2 separate regions of the Danio rerio genome follow, and region 2 is linked to region 1. A link is a contact called in public Micro-C data. All regions are on one chromosome and are shown on one strand. The core of a region is the stretch at or near the end of the contact, and the rest is flanking DNA. Distances in the headings are between cores, read along the strand shown.

The links. Hi-C and Micro-C count contacts between places; a contact is called where the count stands out from the background.
Region 2: a Micro-C map of caudal fin shows a contact between it and region 1, with 4 times the contacts expected there. The contact joins the enhancer-like site here to the promoter of atp5mf in region 1. A contact is called at or near these places in 2 of 18 Hi-C or Micro-C datasets (caudal fin and embryo).

Annotation. Positions count from the first base shown.
Region 1 is chr3:39,246,839-39,251,783 of GRCz12tu, reverse strand. It overlaps atp5mf (ATP synthase membrane subunit f), which reads left to right and starts at 2,604. Exons shown (of 4, transcript NM_001303129.1): 1 at 2,604-2,739; 2 at 3,919-4,026. The coding sequence starts at 2,724.
Region 2 is chr3:39,591,535-39,596,410 of GRCz12tu, reverse strand. The region is part of intron 13 of rnf216 (ring finger protein 216); the gene reads left to right. Among named protein-coding and RNA genes, the nearest start is that of rnf216, 25 kb to the left of the region's middle. Within about 2 kb of position 3,605, at least 45 of the 62 cell types and tissues checked have an H3K27ac peak or open chromatin away from gene starts, as enhancers often do. A contact at or near this core is called in caudal fin, where this site is marked.

The DNA of each region.
Region 1 (4,945 bases), core at 1,355-3,854:
GCATTACAAAAAAGAAAAGACATTTCAATTCATATATTCTCCACATGGCAGATGATAAAGCTAAAACAATAACATTCTTTCCATTACCTCATATTCCTAATCATGAGGATTATTAACTTATTGAATTAGAGTCTGGAATTGATATTGGCCTGATCCTCCATCTATCAGCAGACATCACTGATGAACTAATAAACCCGGTCCTCTGAAAACGCAGATTAGAAATAATATTATGTTAAAATGTGATAACCCAACTATCGTGTGTCCTTCAGCAATGAAGGAATAATATTTGAGCAGCAAACATACGGATAGAGAAAATCAGAGCAGGCATGTGAATGATGAAGTCAATATAATGTAACTGCACGCTGGACAGTTTTGAAAGCCTACCAACCCGGGCGTCCTTTGATGTCACTGCAGCACCATCTTAATTAAAATCTGAAAATTATCATTCTGCCTGGGATTTGTTTTTATGGCGGAGCGGCGTAATGAATGGCACTTATGCCTTTGACCTCCTGTCTAACTGCATCCACCATAGTGAATCATGCAGCTGCGTGTCTCTCATCCATTCTAATGAGATCTCATTTACCCACTGTTATTATTGAACACTGGTGCAAAGCCATGGTGAGATAAAGACAATCATCGCACATTTTTAATAGTACAAAATACCTAGCATTAATACTGTCTTAAGAGAGATTTCCCCAACTATAAACAGACATATTTAAAGGATACTGGCATACATACAATAAATGTTGTCTAAGATATCTCTCCACTCAAAGGCTTTCAGCTGGCATGAGAGCTTTTGGTCTTTTGCCATGAAAGAAGATCTATGTGCACGTAAATGCAAATGGCAATAAGAAAGACTTGGATTGAGGTTTACTCTAGGCTTTCAATTAAGGAGAGAGCCTGTAAATAGTGATGCAATTTTATGTTACCTGTAGTACTCTGTGACTTTGAAAAGTTTATATTAATAAAATCTTAAATGCAACTCAACCCAAATGCAGTCCAGATGCTGAATGAATGATTGATGACTGATGAAGAGTACTTGCTTATAAACATGTCTTTTGCAACAATTATTTTAATAAAAAAGGTGCAAAGAATTTGCTTAGCCATAAACCTCACAACTACCACTACAAAAATAGTCATATTTTTGTGGATAAAATAAAAAAACAATCAGATCTGATTCTGCACAGACATCTGATGGTACATGCATGAGATCGAACTATTATAAACCTACCAGTATTTCTTTTACTTACTATAAAGCACATGCTTTAGCACAAGAAAGATGCACGAAATGTTTAGATTCGTTTACCACATGGCTGTATTGTCAACAAGTTTGTGTATGCGGTAAATATCTCCCTCCAGTGGTAACTGTGTGTAAATGCAAGGCCTACGAACATTTTGCCCAAATGTCCCTGTCTATGAGTGTGTAACTTTAATGTACATTTGAATAAGACATTAAATTTTAATAAAAAACTAGTAATCTTTTTTTCAGTTTTAATTTCACCTTAATTTGTGATCTTAGTTAACTAAAAATAATTCATTCATTTTCCTTCGTCTTAGTCCTTTTATTCATCAGTGAATTATCGCCGTCATTCCACGCGGAATGAGGGCCAGAATATGGGGAGATGTGGGCCATATCTGGGCCAGATGTAATTTGGTATCTGGGATTCATTATCAATGAACCGCCAACTTATCCAGATTATGTTTTACACAGCGGATGCTGCGATACAACCCATACACATTCATTCACTATGGATAATAAATTTAGTTTATTCAATTTATTCAAAGCCAAATTATTTAATGGCTTTGAGAATGTATGAATGTAGAGAAATTTAAAGAGGCATGTGATGCAATTTAACCGTTTGATCCCGAATATTATTTTTCATAATTGAACTTGACTTTAAAAACTTGACTCATTGAAAAGTTGCTACTTTTGTCTATGTTTTGCACAGATAAGCATGACTGAGAAAATTCCTTGTTTTAGCTTTTCCCATAATAGGCCCAGCCAATCACTGTCCTTATGTGTTTTGATTGAACCCTTTCTGCATGTCTAGGTTAGGGTTGATTGAGCATTATTTTATTTTGAAGGTGATTAAATTATCGGTGGGGACATTTCAGTAATTGCTGGATATTGGTGGGGGGACATCCCCTCGGTCCATGGCAAATCTATGCCCTTGGCAGTGATAGACTTTTACCAAATGTTAAACATGGTGCTTAAAATGAGGATAACCATAGCTTTTCCTTACAAGCACAATGAGAAAAGCCCTTGCCTAATTTGTTTACTTGCATTTGGGTTGCTTTTTGATGTATATGTCCCTGTTAAATAAGAATAAGAATAAAAATAATAATTAAGAATTGGTAAACACTGAATGCGTGCTTAGATTTCTCATACAACATACTTGCACTTAAAAATTGCAGAAAACATTGTGGTTAATTTAGCACTGTCGCCTCACAGCAAGAAGGTCGTTGGTTCAAGTCCCGGCTTGGTCAGTTGGCATTTCTGCGGGAGTACTTTTCCTATATATTGACATCATTTATTTTCAGGAAAATGGTGTGTTATTCCATAACATTATGAAAATATTTTCATCCACTTCCTCCACTGAGCAGTCACTCCCTCACCCACTCACACGCTCTCTAAACTCCGCCTCACAGCTTGTCCGTCGACGTCACTTCATTTTACTCCCAGCATTCCCTGCTGCAGCTCTCATCTTGAAGTTCAGAGCAAGATGGCGGATAAAGCAGGTATGGCTCGATGAGATGTACATAGCTTATTGTATTCCACTGTTTGATGCGATGCTTTAGTAAACTCTGCGTTTTTATTGTTCTCTGCGCCGTGAGACCTGTTTGCAGTGAATCTTCAGTGTGTCGTTTGTGTGTAATGGCGCTAAAGGCCTCGATGCAGACAGACGCGAGTCATGTCAAGGACTTTCAGTAACATTGACTGTCAGATTACATTAATGACTGAATACAATGTTCATGCTTTCTTTTAGTGTGTGTAAGATGTTGATTAGTTAAGCGTGCTGTGTAGTTAATGAGATGAAGCAGAATTATTATGCTGCTAACGATAATGCGTGACTCCTTTCATTCAGCAACTGAGAGTTTTAAAGCGACAGTGTTTGGCTTTGTACATTTAATTTGTCATTGACTTGTGCAAACGACTACGTTTAATAACTGTTTAATGATTAGCTATTTTAAAATTGTATTTGTGGTCGAATTGTCGATTAATAAAAAAAATAGCATTATGGTCCATATATTTACACCATTAATTTACAAAATAATATCGTCAGGGCAAACAAACATACTTTTTTATGTAACTTAAAGTTGTTTGGATATTTTGCAAACAAATTATTTTTTCTCTAAGCCATAGCGTCAATGTGACTTTTTTTTAGTCTAATAGCAATACATTCATTCATTTATTTTCTTTTCGGCTTAGTCCCTTTATTAATTAGAGGTCATCACAGCGGAATGAACCGCCAAGTTATCCGGCATATGTTTTACACAGCGGGTGCACTTCCAGCCAAAACCCATCATTGGGAAACAACCATACACACTCTTTCATGCACATACACTACTGACAATTTAGTTTCTTTAATTCACCTATACCACATGTCTGGACTTGTCGGGGAACACCTGGAGGAAACCCACGTGAACACTGGGAGAACATGCAAACTTCACATCACAGAAATGCTAACTGATTCAGCCGGGGCTTGAATCAGCGACCTTCTTGCTGTGGAGCGACAGTGCCAACTACTGCGCCACTGTGACACCCCATAGCAATATAGATTATTTTTAAAAGTTAGTATTAACCTAATTTAGATTCACAAGGAAACTATCTGACTGAGATAAAACAATTGAATACCCATAATTTATTAGCTTTTTTACCCTTCTTTGTTAAAAACTTAATTGTGTTTTGTTGGTTAGTTTCCCTGGCCGAGAAGAAGCTTATGGACGTGAAGCTCGGGCAACTGCCAGCTTGGCTCGGAACAAGAGACTTCACCCCAAATGGAGTTGTTAGAGGAATTCGTGGAGGTACAATTCAGTGTATTTCACCCTCGTAACATTTGTGACTGTTTGGGATATGTGGGAGATGGATAAATGGCTCAAGTTTGGTTAAAGAGTTTTAGTAAGAAGATAAAGCTTTATATAAATGCTTTGACATCCAATTTTCAGCAATTTACTTAAAAATTGTAACAAAAAAAGCTGCACTGTTCTGTTCATTTTATGGCTAAATAGCACCTTTTAGATGTCAAAATTATTTATAAAATGTTGAAATTACAAATGTGTGTATAAACTGGACGGACGGTTACAATTTACTAGAGCTTCTATTTTAAAGCTGCTTTGACACAATCTAGATTGTATAAGCGCTACATAAACATGAATTGAATAAACCTTTGTAAAATATATAAATATTTAGCCTTTGTCCCAAATCGAACTTAATTTTTGAAAAGAATATTGTTCATTAACTAATACACTCACCAGCCACTTTATTAGGTACACCTTACAGAACTGCCTTAATCCATGGCATAGATTCAACAAGGTACTGGAAATATTCCTGTTATTTTGGTCCATATTGACATGACAACATCACGCAGTTGCTGCAGATTTGTCAGCTGCACATCCATGTTGTGAATCTTCCGTCACACCACATGCCAAAGGTGCTCTATTGGATTGAAATCTGGTGACTGTGGAGGCCATTTGAGTACAGTGGACTCATTGTCAAGTTCAAGAAACCAGTCTGAGATAATTCGGCATGTAGTGCTGGAAGTAGCCAGTCTGCAGTGGCGTAGCGGACGGGCCCGCAGGGCACGCACCGCAGGGGGGGCCCACGTGATCAGGGGGCCCCGCGTCGTCGCGATTTTTAATAATTGAAAATCCGGCAACCGCAATAATCAAACTCTTGGGAACAACTGTGGTCGGAACCAAAGTTCACAGGTCTGTGTTCTCTGAA
Region 2 (4,876 bases), core at 2,356-4,855, 340 kb before region 1:
TACTTTTCCAAACCGCAGTAAATTGTCCAATGCCTAAAAGAAGTCATAAAAAGTAATGATCTTTAAAAATTGTGACACAAATTTCAATGAATCAAAATGGGTTAAATTCAAACTTATAATCGGATGTGTTTTATGTTTGTTTGTTTGTATTTAAAAGGAGATTTTAGATTGCTTTAAATGTTGCCTTTATTATTTCCAAGAGCAGTTCATTTGCTTGACAAGTTTGATGGTAGCTTCTCCAACACTGGTTACAAGTACGTTTGATGTTTTGTCTCAGTCTTATCAGTGTTTGGCTGTGAGGAATGTGTCAGGCAGTGCCAGGACTCCAAGAGCTGTCAGTCCGTCTGTGCGTTAGTGAATTTCAGCTGACAGGCCGAACACGTCAAGGACTCTGAACTCACAGCTACTTTCTCAACAGGCCCAAAAGCAATGCTAGAGTGGTCTGCGTTTTGTCAGGGCTATCTTTCCTTTTGTCTGACAACCTCCACTTTTATCTCTTTCCCTCTGTATTTGAGCCTCAGTCACATTTAAATAATAAACAAATGCGGAAGGCCTGCTTTGTAAAGTATGTTTTGAGTTACTGTAATTCTGAAGCAGATACATTTGCATTATTATTCTCCACTTGTTAGATGTTGATAAATAGCGGTTGTCTTTAGTGGTTAGGAATTAAATATAGTGTTAGGTCAGGGTCGCCCTTTTGGGTGAATGTAGTGACTAAAGTGATGCTTTGTTATAATGATGTAATAACGCTTTAGAATTTAGACCAGAGTATTGGATTGTTTCTAAACTGAATATGTAATTGATTTTAAGATCAGGGCTTTAGAAATGCTTATTTATAATGTGTGCCGAGATCAATATTAGAGTTTTATTGAAAATTGACTTGGACCAAAATATTCACACTGGTAATGTTGAGTTCATTTGCAATAATTGACTAATAATAATGAATATTTTTGTGCATTAAATAGTAAAAAAAACAAAACATGATTTGTGGAAATTAATGATACAATAATCTAATTTTGCTTAAGAATTATTCATACTCTTTTGCTTAATGAACATGTCATGCTCATAAAACAGCACAATGAAGCATGATGTAAATTAAGAAAACTAATACAAAGCATTTTGACCAGAATTACTGACATTTCTGACTGACTGAAGAACAAAATACTCTTGTAATCTTAATTTAAAACAAATCCAAAATAATTTCAGTGTTGCTATTTTTAAACATTTTGGTACTTTTTCCCTGATAAACTGCAGTTCAAATAATTCTGTTATTAAAATTAACTAAAATAAAATGCATGTTTATTAGAAATCCCTCAATGCTATATAACGGCTGTGCAGTTAAATGGCAAGAATGTGTTGGAGCTGCTGCAAAAGGACGAGACTGGTAGTGCTAGAAGGCAATGAGCTGTTTTAAAAAAGTGTTCCTGAAAAAAATGGATGCATAGTGTTTCTCTTCGGTGTCTGAGAAAAGAGATTGTTCTGATAAGTCACATCAAGTAAAAAAAAAAAATCTATAAATGAAAAAGTTCAGTCTAGAGAAATGCCAAAAAAGGAGATGGGATGATGCTAAGTTCAAAAAATGTTTAAAGTCACAAAACGAAAAGATTAGGAAGAGTGTAGTAGTGAGCAGAATGCCAAAAGATGTATTGTTGTGGTCTGACCATGTTATATGCAGAGATCAGATTTGCTTTATAATGTTGCGCTCAGCCTTAAGGTGTGAAATCCATACTGCCTCAACTAAACAGGGTGCATATAAAAAATTGAGTCTTGATTTGAATGCGTTTGCAGAACTAAGTGTTCTAGTGAACGTTTAACTGCCGCATGTACAACTTGGCGTGCTTTGATGACATACTGTAAACACTTTAATACAGTGCTATCTTCCATGAAACTTCCAGTAAATTACATTTTTCACATTATATTTCACATTTTCATCAGAAGCTCAATGGAAAAATAATAAAAAAAAACATATTTTTTTGAAACAGCAAAAATGTTACTGGAAAAAAAATATGTTTGACTGCAGCTTCTGTGTAAGATGAACACTGCGCCAACAACTTTTGTTTATTTTCATCCTAATGAAATTTACAGGTGCATAATATTGCCATGTACAGGAATGTATTTTGGAAATAACTTTGCATAACGACCAAGTAAATTTGACAAAAGGCCTTAACTTCATCTAGCGTTTGTAATCGAACATACTTGCCTGTTTATCTCCAAAAAGTCAGTACACACTTTGAACAGCGTTTTACTTGTGATGCAGACCGCTTAGGTTTGAGTTGTTGAAGCAAACCTTACTGTGTTTGAAGCTAAAACCAGAGATGCCTAAACTAGGGCCTTCAGGCCAGAGTTGACCCATGGTAACCTTTGCTTTGGCCCATCTTTCCATCTGAGAAGCAAGGGAGAATTATGGCCATGGGTTGGACAGAATCCCTTTCATGCAATAATAATTAACGTAACCATTCGCTTGTTTGTTTTATTGTGAACCTACAAAAAAAGCAAACTCAAATTAAATGTTTTAATTAAATGTTGTGAATGAATCAGATTTTTTGCAGAAGACATCAGTGAGGAAATCAGGGCAAAGACTGGTACAGACTTACTGGTGTGTTTAGCTCCATTGTGTTATAAGAGGGATTGTTTATATTTCGTTATAATAAGGTCATTTTAAATTGTTAACAAAAAATGCATTAGTTAACCCTTTAACAGGAATCATAACCACCTAGTTGACCTTTTATCCATAGGTTATCATTATTATTTAAATTAGTACTACTACTACTTCTACTTATTAATATTATCAGAGTTGTGTCAGTATTATTCAATCCAAGATGTGGGCCAAAAAATATATTTTCAGGACCTCAAAGGGTTAATATGAAAGTTTATTTTTTATTTTTTATTATTATTATTATTTGTAAATTACCCATGGCAATATTGTAATCAGTGTTAATTTTAACAGCAAAATTTGATTTAGTTTAAGTCTTAGTCTTTTGACTAAAATTCTATTTTAATTGTAGTCTTCTGATTCAAACCATAGTTTTAGTTTAGTTTAAGTTGACTAAATTTTATCTACTTTAGATTTAGTTGACTAAACTATATTTGGTTTAATTTAAGTGTAACTTTAAAATATAGAATATAGCTTTTCCATTAAAGACCAAAACTTAAATTTTGATTGGAAATTTACCAAAACACATCCCTCAATCACATTCTTGTCTCAATTTTATTAGTCAATAAAAATGTTAGTATATTTTTATTATAGTTGTCGTCATCATCACTTAATTTTTATTTAACTTTCATTGCAGTTGCCAGAGGAAATGATTTTAAATAGATTGAGAGAATGTGATTTTAAATAAAAAAAAACAAATGCATGGATAAATCATTCAAAATAATAAATGCTTTTCATAATAACTATTACATTAAAAATAAAAGTTGTGAATTTTCACTTTCATGGTAGTGTCTTTAGAAGACATTGCCCTGTGATCTGGTATTTTTGTTTTCTGTCATACACCTGCTGTCCTCTCGGTGGCGCTCTTGTTCTGCAAAGCCTATGCAGTTTTATTCTGCCTCACATCTGCTGCTGATTATTCCGCCTCACACTTGTGCAGCAGCTCTCAGCAGGGCGGGAGATTGGGAGCAAGAGAACGCCCACGTCTTTGGCCTTCCTCTCGACACCACTGATAGATTAAGTGTGCCATCAGGCAGGACCTCCATTTTCCTCTCCTGTGCTACTTCCCAATGGTGGAGTTACAGGACTGGATATGGGGGAAATTGAAAACAGTTGTGTTAGTGTGATTTCATAACGTGACCCAGATTCACTTCCTCCTCCTGGCACTCAGTTTGACATTCCTTTCGAAATGAAGAACTGAGCTCTTATGACTTGGCCAGCATCGTGTGGACTTTTCCAAAGCCGTGCTTCTTGGGAACAAATTTCTTCTGTAGATGGATAGATCTAAAAAGACAACCGCCTGCCTGATAATGGGTGTATTATAGTCTGAAAAGTGCAGACGGTGCTGCGGCTTGGTGGTTAAACATCTGAGCTGTTACTAAACAGATGTGTTTTTTTTAAAGGTCAAATGGTGAAAAATCTTTTTTCGTCATAATAAGGCTTTGTTTTGATTTCTCTAGAAATGTGATGGCACACTGTACTTCTATAGAAATTGAAACTATAACATTTAACTTGGCAACTGTTCCACTGAAATTTAGTCATTTGGGGGATTTGTTTTCCCCCCAATGTAATTTGGTTTATAAAGGGATAGACTTATTTTTGAAGCTGTGGTCAGATTTATAAAATTCCAATAAATTCACCTCTTTTTTGATTGGTTGTGGCTGATGGAGCTGCTCATCCTTGAACGGTGACATTTGCATTAAATTGAACTGAATTAAACTTCAGAAGTGACATTTGTGTTATGTTTAACCAGGTTTTTACCACAACTATGCTGCCTGCCCGATATGTTGGAATGATTCCACAATTCTGAAATATTATGGCTTTTTATTCTCTATTCTTCATTTATGTTAAGCTGCTTAGGCACAATCCTCATTATAAAAAAATCCTATCAAAGAAAGACAGTTTGACTTTTAGGTGCAAAATATGTGCAGTCAAGGAATGTGGCTTGTATTTCTTGCAGCTAAACAACAGAAAACTGACAATGATCACCTTAGGGACACCGCATGTGCTTTATTTAGTGCTAAATGCTAATTATGTGCGTTTTTAATGCCATTTTACATGACATTTATTGCCATACTGCTGAAAGCAGCAGCAGATCGTTCACCTTAGATCTTGAAAATAACATAAACCCTCTGAAATTGAACTTTAGAACTAAACACACATCAGTGATTTCAGCATCTGCATTTAATAATGTTAAAGAGGTGTAATATGTATTAATTACAT